Regions from separate parts of the Gossypium hirsutum genome. Here region 2 is linked to region 1. Evidence: chromatin contacts called from public Hi-C data. All regions are on one chromosome and are shown on one strand. The core of a region is the stretch at or near the end of the contact, and the rest is flanking DNA. Distances in the headings are between cores, read along the strand shown. Region 1 holds the start of LOC121219925 (probable galacturonosyltransferase 6). Region 2 holds the start of LOC121219929 (myosin-16).

The links. Hi-C and Micro-C count contacts between places; a contact is called where the count stands out from the background.
Region 2: a Hi-C map of leaf shows a contact between it and region 1, with 2.7 times the contacts expected there. The contact joins the promoter of LOC121219929 here to the promoter of LOC121219925 in region 1. A contact is called at or near these places in 2 of 34 Hi-C or Micro-C datasets (both in leaf).

The regions. Positions count from the first base shown.
Region 1 is chrD08:61,968,626-61,974,770 of Gossypium_hirsutum_v2.1, forward strand. LOC121219925 (probable galacturonosyltransferase 6) reads right to left here and starts at 2,795. Exons shown (of 9, transcript XM_041098692.1): 1 at 2,100-2,795; 2 at 1,760-1,794; 3 at 1,635-1,673; 4 at 1,416-1,527; 5 at 1,262-1,317; 6 at 551-780; 7 at 43-400. The coding sequence starts at 2,211.
Region 2 is chrD08:62,117,424-62,123,568 of Gossypium_hirsutum_v2.1, forward strand. LOC121219929 (myosin-16) reads left to right here and starts at 3,662. Exons shown (of 26, transcript XM_041098698.1): 1 at 3,662-3,998; 2 at 4,087-4,203; 3 at 4,325-4,468; 4 at 4,555-4,700; 5 at 4,782-4,938. The coding sequence starts at 3,996.

The DNA.
Region 1 (6,145 bases), core at 1,545-4,044:
AAACCAAAAAAAAACGGGCGGAAATGGCGAAGACAGTTTTACCTTTGCAGAGGAAACTGTGGAGTTAACAACAACAGCACAAGCCAGAATATTGTCAGAGAATACTGAATAGTGATAAAGGTCTGGATCAATCAACTTTTCTTGGTTAGGAAACTGCCTGTCCTCTGGTTGAAGGAAAAAATATTCAGCCGTCAGCTGCATGGAGAGGCAGTGAAGTCCTTTAGGGGTAGTCCTTCCAGCAAGTTGAACAAGATATGACTCTTGATTCCTCTGTGACCGAATCTGTTCTTGCGCATTATTAGCCATGGCACGAAGTTTGTTAGCTATCTGAGAGCAGTCAGGGTATGCACGATTCGCTTTGCCCAATGCAGACTCCATCAATCTCATTTTCTGATAAGCCCTGAAAAATCAACTATTCTTCAGATATAAAATTTAGTGGAAGCAATTTAAGCCTAAATCTAGCTTAGTTAGTGAATGGTAATCAAGAATTCAAGTTTATTATTGAATATAATGCATTGGTAAGTTTTATCTACTTTTTTTTTTTTTTTACCTCCGTGGTAAATCAGAATCCTTGCTGGCTTCACCAATTACTTGTTCAATCTCTTTGATTCGATTTCTCAACTCTTTCATCAAGTGGGAGTTGGTATTTGGTGGTTGAAAACTTAAATATGCTTTTGCTCTAACGAGCTGATCTCTCATCTTCCTTACCTTCTCATCCGCCCTACAAGGTTGAGACTGCAAATGCTGATCAGGTCCGCCTGTTTCTTGGTTAGGTTGCTCCTACATCCAATAAGTAAGTGTTAACTATATGTTATAGATGAATTCAATAACTATATGTTAACCCCACCCCAACAGGGGAAAAAAGCCCTGTTTGTAAGCTTCAGGTTCTAATGGCAAGATTACAGAAGAAATTTTTGGTCACAAGAATGACAAATGGAATTTGTTCTGGTATTTGCTCGGATTTAAAGATGAGTGCTTCAATGATTTTTACATTACAAGCAAAGCAAAAACTGAATTTGTGACACAAAATGATACAAGGAGGAGGTCTGGTGCAATTTTGAAGGCTGATAATTTTACCAAAACTATTTGGTGCCAGAAAAACAGAACCTGTCTTCATCATATAGATTCACAATAATAATATAGCAACAATACCATCACCTGCTATCCTCACAAGACTAAAACTATATGTTACTGCAACATACTCTAAAAACTTACATTCAAATGAATAGCAGCTTGTAATACTTAAGAAACATAAACACACCTTGTCCGTGGAGTTCACCCCTTCCGTACTCTGTTGAATTTGATGCTTCTCTTTTCCTTCATGAGTAGTTTCAGAATTTAGAAATGGAGCAACTCAGAGTCACATTTGTTTTAAAAGATTCAAGAACAGTACATGCAACCCAAGTAATACTCACCATTTGTTTCTAACAGATCATGATTCTTATCAGAAATGTGACTAACTACTGAACTAAAATTCTTCTCTTTGAAAACAATAAGTTCTGGACCTTTTAATTCTTCAGCACCTTCCTAAATAAGAAAGCGACAAAGATTGATAAGCATAAACTGTTAAAATCATTTCAAGATAAAATGCCCATAGCAAAAATGTGAGCTAAAGCCATAAATCTTAAAGCTACCTGTTCAATTGCATTGAATCTTAAATTATCTGCCCTATGCTTCTGTATCAAACCAAAAAAAATTTACAAATCTACCAAAAAGTTAAAGAAAAAATAGAACAGATTCAAGTAAGAGAGATCCATACGATACTAGCCAAATCCTCAATGAAATCTTTCTTGCCTGTCGTCACAGAAAAAAAATGCGAAGAAAACAAGATCAGTCAACATCTCAAAAGTTAAATTAAATTAAATTAAAAAGGAAATCAAATAAATGAAAGGCCAAAAATATTATATTATAAATGAAAGCAGATTCGATTAGACAATGGATGTTAGCTTAAAGTTGTACATATATTTTTCTGTAAGCTAAGACACAAAAATTACCGCTAAGTAATCCTCTTTGGCTTTCTTGTCTCATCAACTACTTCATTAACGATAAAAATGCATTCGAATTTTCAAGAAAAAAAAGAAAGATTCAAAGATGATTACCGATGGAAGTGAGGGTTTTGAGTCTGAAAGAAACCACCACGATTGGAGCCAGTACAGATAAAGAAAGCAAAGAGAGGATCACAATCCTCAGCCATCGGCGATACTTCTTCATCAATCGATAAAATTTACAAAAAAAAAAGGCAATTTTTAAAAAAAAACATACACACACACTTCGCCTGGTGAGTTTCCTCTTTCCTTCTCTTAATCGTTCTCCGAGAAGCACATTTCACAAATTCAAATCGGCAATGATTCGATGCTTAAGTTACAAGGAACCGAAGTTCAAAAAATTTAAATAAAAAAAATTAGGGCTTCATTTTTTGCTTTTGGCGCTTTTTCCAGAGGGGAAAACCGTACCTTTGGAACTTCGTTCACGTTTTCGGTTTACGGTTCAACAACATGAGGAAGGAGACTTTTCCTCATCGTTTTTATTCTTTTCTTTTTTCCGATTTTCTTGCTTTTTTTTCAACTTTTTAAATTTTTTTCCATTTTTATGATTTAGAGAATTAAATTGTTTTTTCTGATCTGGAATTCTAGAATCATACTAATTATTAATTAACAAATTAACATATATATATATACATATACTCTGGCATGACCTGGGGGCAAGGTGTTTTGAACTCTCACAGCTTTGACTTCGCAGATTTCATATTATATACGAAGGAGATTTGAATCGCGAGAAGACGAGGGAGAGAGATGGACATGGGGGTGTGGTGGCTTACTCATTGGTTAATGATGTGGATGATTAATATTGGCCGTTGATTTTAGCCATCACTATGACGAGATTGAAATTCTTTTAGAAAATAAATTGTAGCTTAGCTGTCCAAATTAATTTGGGAAATTATTTTTGAACTATTATAAAATTTAATTTTCAACAGCTGTAACTGTATCTGTTGGCAAAAAAAAGAACGGAAAAAAAACTTTACACGCCAACTTTTAGGGTAAACTACCTAGTTAGTTACTCACTTTTAGGGTATTTTCATTTTGGTCACCAAAAATAAAATCCTTGCAATTTCATCACTCAACTTCTAATAGCAATTATATCTCTTAAGTTTAGGGTAAACTAAACTCAAAGTTATTGAACTATTAGTAATTTTACATTTTAATCACTCAACTTCAAAAAGTCACTAAATGGTCACTAAACTATTAAAAAAATTTCATTTAAGTCACTGGGATGTTAAAATCGTCATTGTATGACCTTCTCCATTCTCGCCTCTGGAACCAATCAAAAGGATAAACCTCTCTTCCTCTTCTACAATTTAGTTTTCTTCATAAAATAACTTTGAATGTCATGAATTTGCGAACCAATTTCCAAACAGCTTTCTTTTTCGATATCTGACACCGATTATTATATCAACTTAGATCTAAGATATCTTATTCTACTAGTCAATGAGTATTGTTCTACTACATTCGATTGTTGAATCATTGTTCAAAGCTCGCTAGCCAAACTTAAAAAAAAAAGACTTAAAAATCCAGTAACTAAAATAAAAATATTTGAATAATTCAATGACTATTTTATAACTTTCGAAATTAAATGTAATTTACTTAACAAACTAATTATGCAAATATAAAATTATACCATTCATTATCAATCCAAAAGATGGTGTATGTTTTTTTCTTAATCAGCTAACAAGTATTTTACTAGGATATTAAAATTTTCATCTTCGTTGTATTATATGTGTAAAAATAAATAAATTATAGTTGATTGTATTTTTTTTAATATTAACTCAATTAAATATATATATATATATTCAACTTTTTTAATAAGTGTCACTTGCACATGAAATGTGTGTCTAACTCCCCAAGGCTCATGCCAACTACAATTGCCAATTAACGAGCAGTCATAAAGATTATTTTATTGGAAAAAATAATATATTAAATATATATATGTGTACTAACTCATTATTTTGGTTGTAAATAATAATAATAATAATAATAATAATAATAATTAATTAATAGATTATATTGTAAAAGCATAGGTTTTTAATTTAATATTTCAAATAGGATTATTAAGCCCCGTTACGCCGGGATTTTTAAATTATTTTTATTTATTGATATAACTTAATTTTAAATTAAATTTTATTTGGTAATAATTAATTATTTGAAAATTTATTTTTAAATTTTATTAATATTAACATGTTGTATTTTATATTAATTATAAAAAATTAAATTTATGATAACTATTTAGAATCATATACAAATAATAAATTAATATGTATTATCATGAAATTAATCACTTTAGATAAATTAATAAAAAATTTAAAAACGACATTATTAAAAGAGATAATCACAAAATTTGATAGGATTAATATCTATTGACCTTAAAATAGATAAGAAAAATATATTAATTCTATAAAAAATAATTTTAAATTTTAATTTTACTGAAATAAACTCTAAATTTTAAATTAATTTGTGAATCAACATTTAAGACAATCAAATTAAATATATTATTTAAAAATAAAAAAATTAATTAAATTTTTTTCTAATATGGATTTTGTAGAAAGATCGTTTAAATGTTTTCTATAATTTATTTTTTTTTTAAATCAAGATAAATAAATAAAAACACACACACAATTTTTTGTTTTATTGTTTTCTCCTTTTTTCCCTTCTCTGCCCTTTCTCTTTTTCTTTTCTCTCCTTCCCAGCCATCCAGCACACACACAAAAAGACAGGTGTTGGCAGCTGAGCTAAGCACATCTCTGGTGGTTTGCTACAGTACCCATGTTTGTTACTTTTATAATATATGGGTTGTTAAACTTTGTCCAATATTGAAATATTTATTGAGCTGTTTAGTTTATGGATATGACTTATTATTTTATCAGTCAAATTATATTATTAACTCTTCTACTACGCATAAAGTTACAAATTTAATCTATATGTTTTAAGTTTTTAATTATTATATTTTTAAAAAAACTTGAAATTTTAATTAGGGTCGAAATAATAATTGTTAAATCCATTAAGTTAGATTATGGTATTTCTAAAATCTTATGCAGTATATATATTTTCACTCGTGTTGTCATTTCAGGTTACTATTTTCATATAATATTCACAAAAAAATCATCTTATTTTAGTTATTGGATTTAATGGCTATAGTTTTAAAATTCACAAATATATATATAGGGACTAAAAATGATCAAATTTGAGAAGATAAACTAAATCCACAACTTATGTATAGTATGAGACTAATAGTAGAATTTGACTTAATAAATTTAACTGATACTGTTTAAGTTTGCATTGAAATTTCAAAATTCAAAAAGTTCAAAGACTAAAATCGATCAAGTTAGAGTATTTGGACCAAATTCACAACTTAAGCATAATACAAGGACTAGTAGTAGAATTTGACATATTTTTAATATATTTATAAATAATTAATAAATCTAAGAAATAAATATTAAAACTATACATGATCTTTAATTCAACGTGCAATGGTATTCGTGAATTTTAATTTTGTACAATTTTATACACAATTTTTTTATTTGATTCAACTTTCATAAATTACTAACATTATATAAAAAGATAAATTTATATATTTATTTATTTAAATGTATACCATTATAGAAAATCAAAATTTATATATTAAATTATAAATTAAATCAAAATTTATATATAAATTTGATGTTGGGAAGGAAACCAATGAAATTATAAACGGTGACTTTTAGTTGTAACCGCCTATGAGTATAGTTGGACACCTGTTTCACGTGAAATAAACTATTATTTTCTTCTTCTTTATTTTCTTTTTAGGAAAATAAATTCTATTTTTTTAATTAACTCATAGAAATGTATATAGAATAAAGCAGTTGGTGATTGATGGTAGTTGGCAACATGCACTATAGGGGCACACCGCACATGCTTGGGAAATTTCTAGGAAAAGCCCCCCATTGTTTAATGCTTATGCCAACCATAGGGGTGTGCATTCGGTTAACTGACCGTTTAACCAACCCGAACTAGTTATAATCGAATTAACCGACCTTCCAAAATTTTTAATCGTTAACCGAACCAAAATTTTTTTAAAAAATATTAACCGAACCAAAATTTTTTCGGTTAACCGA
Region 2 (6,145 bases), core at 2,412-4,911, 150 kb after region 1:
ACAGATGCCTTTAGATATCATTACAGACTGCATAAAGTAGTTCGAAATGAATAGAAGCACAAATTGTGTTATGGCGGCTCTCCTAGTTGGAGACATTTTAGAAGATTCAAATAATGTGTGATTAGATCATTTTATATAAAAAATTCATAAAAGAAACCCATTCAAATGTAATAATTTATATAATTGGTAACATTTTGTGTAATTGTAAAATTATACAAAATATTATACAAGTTGCAATGTAAATATAGTTGAGTACAAAGAGTATAATGGAGTACAAAACATTATAAAAGCTGTAATGTATTTTGTTTGACCTTGGATGGATGTCACGATCGACTTACAAAACCATCTAGATGTAGTAAGTCTTTTTAAAAAGGCTAAAATACATCCTATTTTGTTAAGACGCTCATAACTTTGGTGGAAAGATGGAGACTAGATATTTTTTACATTCCATTTTTCATGTAACAATGACAATCATTTTGGAAGATGTAATCTTAATCATGGTTCTTGGACAAAAATTTTATGCTTGAAAATGGGTTTAGGTAAAAAAATTAGATCCATTTAAAATGTGAGTGGGGCTCAAACTTTAAAGACCCGAGGCCAACTCAACTCAACCAATTTTCTATGTTTATAATAAATTATAGGGATAATATAATTTTGGACCCTAAACTTGACTTGATAGCTAGATTTGCTTTGGTACCTGTATTTTTTTTTTACTTTACTTTAATACTTGATTTTGACAATTAAATCCATTTTAATTTTTAAACTTGAAAAATATAACTTTCATTTTAAAAAAATACATGTATAAATTTTCAAATGATCTCGAATGCCCAACTTGGCAGCCAAAGACTATTGATGAAATCCTAATTTTTTTGTGAGTAGGGAGATGATGGTAAATTAGTAATTCTCGTTTGATGTAAGTAAAGGACCCAAAAATGGAAATAGAGTGGGCAACTTTCCCTATCTGAATCACAAAGGACCTGAGGCCCATAGAAACAAACATGGCCCAAAAGTTTGAAACTCGGAAGACCCTTTTCTACCCAATCCAGCTGTTGATTAGACCCACCATTTTCAACCATTGATTCGTTTACTTTCCAGTGTACAATAACTATGACTTACTCATTGGAAATTACGGCGGTCAGCATAAACGAATCAAAATCTTGTGCCGAAAGTAAGCTGCCAATTGGTCGGTGTTGAAGCTTCTATATTGCCTACATAAGCAGCACTTGTATACCTCGTCTTCCTTTAAATCAAATTCCTACTTCACCCATTATTCTCTCTCCTGCTCATCGTCGAACATCAATGGCGGCCTACCATTATAGGATCACTTCCAAAGCACTTGTTATCATGTCGGTGTTGATTTTAGCCTGGCAACTAGTTGCAGCTCGTGTGGTTCCTACCGACCATTCTTCTGCACCAGTTATCGGTTGTAACGCGAAAGGGTATACCCCTGTTTATGGAGAATCATGTCCTCCTCCAAATGTGCTTCCTACTGAACATTCGTCGGCACCAGTCATCGGTGGTAACGTTACAGGGCATACCTCTGTTTATGGAAAATCAGGTCCCTCACCAAATTAAATAAACTCTCTTATGGTTTTCTCCATCTCTATCTCTTTATATATGTATTATGTATGTGTATGTGCATGGGTGTTCATGTAACATGTTGGTGGATTGGTTTTAGAGTTTTTATATGGGGTTCATCTGTTTGAGCCTTCAGGTGTAATTGTTTCATTTTCAATTCAATGAAATTGCTTTACAAAAAAGAGAAAAGAAAAGAATCTGAATCTGAATTAATTTTAGGGTTCCAAAAAGAGATGATAAAAAGGTGCCCGAGAGAGAGAGAGACGTGGTTTCTTTTGTCATGCATATTTCTTTTCTTTTTTTAACTGATGAGAACTTATCGTACTTATCGTACTTATCGTAATAAGTCATTTACGAATCAAGCGGTTATCAGCCTATCATTACCAACTCTAAACAGTAGACGCCATATTCATATCAGATTTGGGCACCACAAGGCCTACTCCGGCAACAAAATATAGAGGGTAAGCTTTGGGCAAGGGAAAAGAAGACCTGGCAATGAACCCAAACGGTGGCAGGAGCGGCGGCTGGACACGGAAAAGATCTATTTCGGAACTGCTTCGGGAACCCCAAGCACTGGTAAGAGATCAAGAGCAAGGGGAACAAAAGAGGCAGCTGCGACGGGACATGTGGGATTTTCCCGGCATCGTTACAAAGCCAAAAGTGCCTCCTCCACCGCCGCCATCAAAACAAGGACCCAAGGAAACTGTTAAACCAAAAAAAAAAAGTAAAAAGAGAGGAAGAAAGATGCAACGATATTGAAAGTTTCAACAAGAGGAACAGAGAAACCCCCGCCGGAAGGAGGAGACAGGTGGCGTTGAGCGGCGGCCGGCCGCGCCACCGACAGTAGAAACCTAGATTTTCTAGGTTATGTAGCGTTTTCCTTTGATCTGTTCCAAATTAACGATGGGTGAGGCATCCACGCAAGTTGAAGTCTGTGTTGCCACCTGTAAAGCTTTAGTATCTGTTGGTGGGTCCAAAATTTGGATCAGGCTCTTTACCCGACTCGCCTAAATATGGGTGTATTATTTTTGGTTAAGCCCGGTCTGGAATCAGATATAATTCGGGCTAGGCCCAAATTAACTCAACAAAATATTGTTTTATCGATTAAATTAACAAAAATTTACGTATATTAATCACTAATTCAATAAAAATATATGTTCATTAGTTAAAAGTGTTTGTTACGTGTCATATTAGGTTCGGGTTTAACATTTTTAATCTGAATCAGATTTGGATAAAATTTTAAATTTATTTTTTCAATCCAGACTCAACTTAAAAAAACGAACTTAAAAATTTACATAAACCCGACTCAACTTAACCCATGATCAAATTTACATATCAACAATGATATGATCAAAATCCTAGTAAGATTATTAGCTCTTTAAAGTATTTGATAACCTTGTAACACTATGTCTAACATCCTCCAAGTAAAAGAACAATGCTTGCAATATGCTAGAACACCAAAATTAACATTTCTAGGAAAACAATATCTTGAAAAGGGGAAACGTAATTACCGCCCACCAAGAAAATTTTAATTTTGAATAATTATTTGGTATATTGCAAAATTTAATTTGAAAATGCACCTTTATAAATATAATTAGATTTAATTTTGAATAATTATTTGGTATATTCCTAAAGAAAACACAAATTTTAAATATACCATAAAATTTTAATTAATATTTAACAAATAAATATAATTTAATGTCGATTTATTTATTTAATTTGTTAATTTATTGTTTTTTTTGGTTAAAATAAACTATAAATTACAGATTTGAAATTTAACCCTACTTTTACTTTTAATTATTTAGTCTTTTTATTTTTTAAATATTAAAATTTAGGCCTAATTTACTGTTAAATTTGTTAGTGTGACATTTTAAAATAAAAAAAATACTCACTTACTAATCATGTAACTAAAAGAATGACATGAATCTGAAACACACAAAAAAATTAAGGGGTTAATAATTGACTTTGTATTTTTAAGTCTGAAAATTAAGGGACTAAATTCTAAATTTATGAAAAGTACAGGAACTTGTGTCAAATTTTAGCCATTTTCCCCTACAGAGTGTGATTGTAAGGGGCACCCTCACCTTCTCCGTTGAAAACGTATAAAAGGAAAAGGAAAAACGAACCACACGAGGCTCCAAGAGAAATGGCGAAATCCATGGAGTGCTCCGATTATCGCGTTTTGCTCAAACCAATCCCAATTCCAATCTCGACCCAACCAACAACATGCTCTTCCTTCTCTGGGAAAGAAAAAAAAATCTTTATTTCTGCCTTGTTTTTCTTTTACTTTCTTCCTTCGAACCCATCAATGGTGACATTCCTGTTGCATCGGCTTTTGGGTTAGAACCCTTATCCAAAGTGATGGGTTTCATTTGATTTCAATCAAACTCCAAGGAATTTTACATTCACTGTAAGGAATGGTAGGTAGAGTTCATGTAATTTTCTTCAAAGCATACAATAAGATTACTAATTTGATCTCCCTAAAAACTGGTGCTGTTGATGCCACAGGAAATTACTGTAGGTTCCCATGTATGGGTTGAAGACCAGGAATTGGCTTGGGTTGATGGGGTTGTAACTAGTGTTAATGGAAATGAAGCTGAGGTTGAAACTATTAATGGGAACCAGGTAAGACAGATTTATGCTTCTTAAAAAGCTTTACATTTTGGTTCAGCTTTTTCAGTACTATTAATTGCAATGGATCTTAATAACCCAGTTTTTCAATTTTTTTCATCATAATGTTGGTTAGGTTACTACAAAGTTATCTAAATTGTATCCCAAGGATATGGAAGCACCCGATACGGGTGTTGATGATATGACTAAGCTATCATACTTGCACGAGCCTGCTGTGCTTCACAATTTGGCCACCAGATACGGAATCAAAGAGATTTATGTAAGATCAACCTCATTTTTGGTTTTGAACCATTAAGTATTGCTGCTATGAATCTGCTAGTGATACCTTTTCTGACCTTGTGGCAGACGTACTGTGGGAACATTCTCATTGCCATCAATCCATTCCAAGCAATCTCACATTTATATGATACTGAATTGATGGACAGCTATAAAGGGGCTCAACTAGGGGATCGGAGCCCTCATGTTTTTGCGATTACTGATGTTGCATATAGGTAACTATGTCTATGTTTTGTCTGTGTATAGTTTAAAGATAATGGAGCTGGTTGACTAAGAATTGTATAACTTTCAACTAGGGCTATGAATAACGAAGGCAAATCCAATTCTATACTAGTCAGTGGTGAAAGTGGGGCAGGTAAGACTGAAACCACCAAAATGATTATGCGCTATCTTGCATATTTGGGTGGCCATGCTGCTGCTGAAGCACGGACTGTTGAACGAAAAGTTCTAGAAGTAAGCTGGATGATCTAACTCTATTCTGAACTGAAGTAAGCTAATATTTCAATCTTTATCTTTGGCTTAGAGTCAAGTAAATGCTTGAAGCACACAATATGAGGACTAAAAAGTTTTGGAGCTGTCATTATGTAATTAATTAAGGCAATAATACATCATTGTTCTCTAGCGTGTTCTACAAGAGGTGTTAATGTGGTCATAGTTGTTGGGTGCAATGACTATGTTATGGTGTGATGTTATCCAAGAGTAGACTTAGCTATGCCTAAAAGTATTGGTGTTAAGACATATAGAAAACTATTTTGTGTTTCATGCTTTGTGCTTTAATTTGTAAGACGCAACAATCTTATTACAGCCTTTTTAAACACAGGGGATCTACTCATTGGATTATGGAAAAAATAATCTACTTATTTAACAGTGTGACAATTCCTCTAACATCGTCAAATGAGTAAGAGAAAAGTACACAAAAATAATATCCTTTAAATTTCCTTTGATTTCCTCTTCTAAGTTTATCTAGAAAGACTAGAATGAAAGAGTATCTCTAGGATAAAGACTAAAAATGGAAAAAAGGGTATATTTCCTCAAAATTTTAACCCAGGTATTATCCTTAAGATACTAGCATATAATGAAGAATTAGCATTGTGTGAGAAATCTTGCGCTTTAGTAGAGGGGCCTAACAAGCTCAGAGAGGATATAGAATGTGCAGTAAGGGAGCAGATGTTGGCATTTTAGCAGTAGTTTACAAGCTCAGAGAGGATAGAAAAAAAAAAGGGCTTGAACAGTTGCTTTTTTGCGTCTCTATATTCAGCTATTTTTCTTTGTCTTTTGGGGTCCATTTCTGAAAACTGCATGCGAATCAGTAAGATGGTTATTTTACTTGTTCAGACTACAAAGTCAGATTTTCATGTAATTTTGCCTTCATGCTGGATTCCACAAATGTTGATCTGGAGATGTAGCACACTATGACATGGTTGACAAACAAAAATATTGAATACAAATCAGATGAGGCAGTATGTAATATGTTAACTTTCTTGAAACCAGATGATTAAATGCATAGATCTTGAAAAGTAATAATTTTGTTACCATTTTATTGTTTTCGCATTTGTTTTAGTTATATCTTCGCCTCTATTTTACCTTTCATGAAAATCTATATGTACGTTTAACGAATTCTGGATCTGTAATAAACTACCTGCAAATAGAATCAGACACC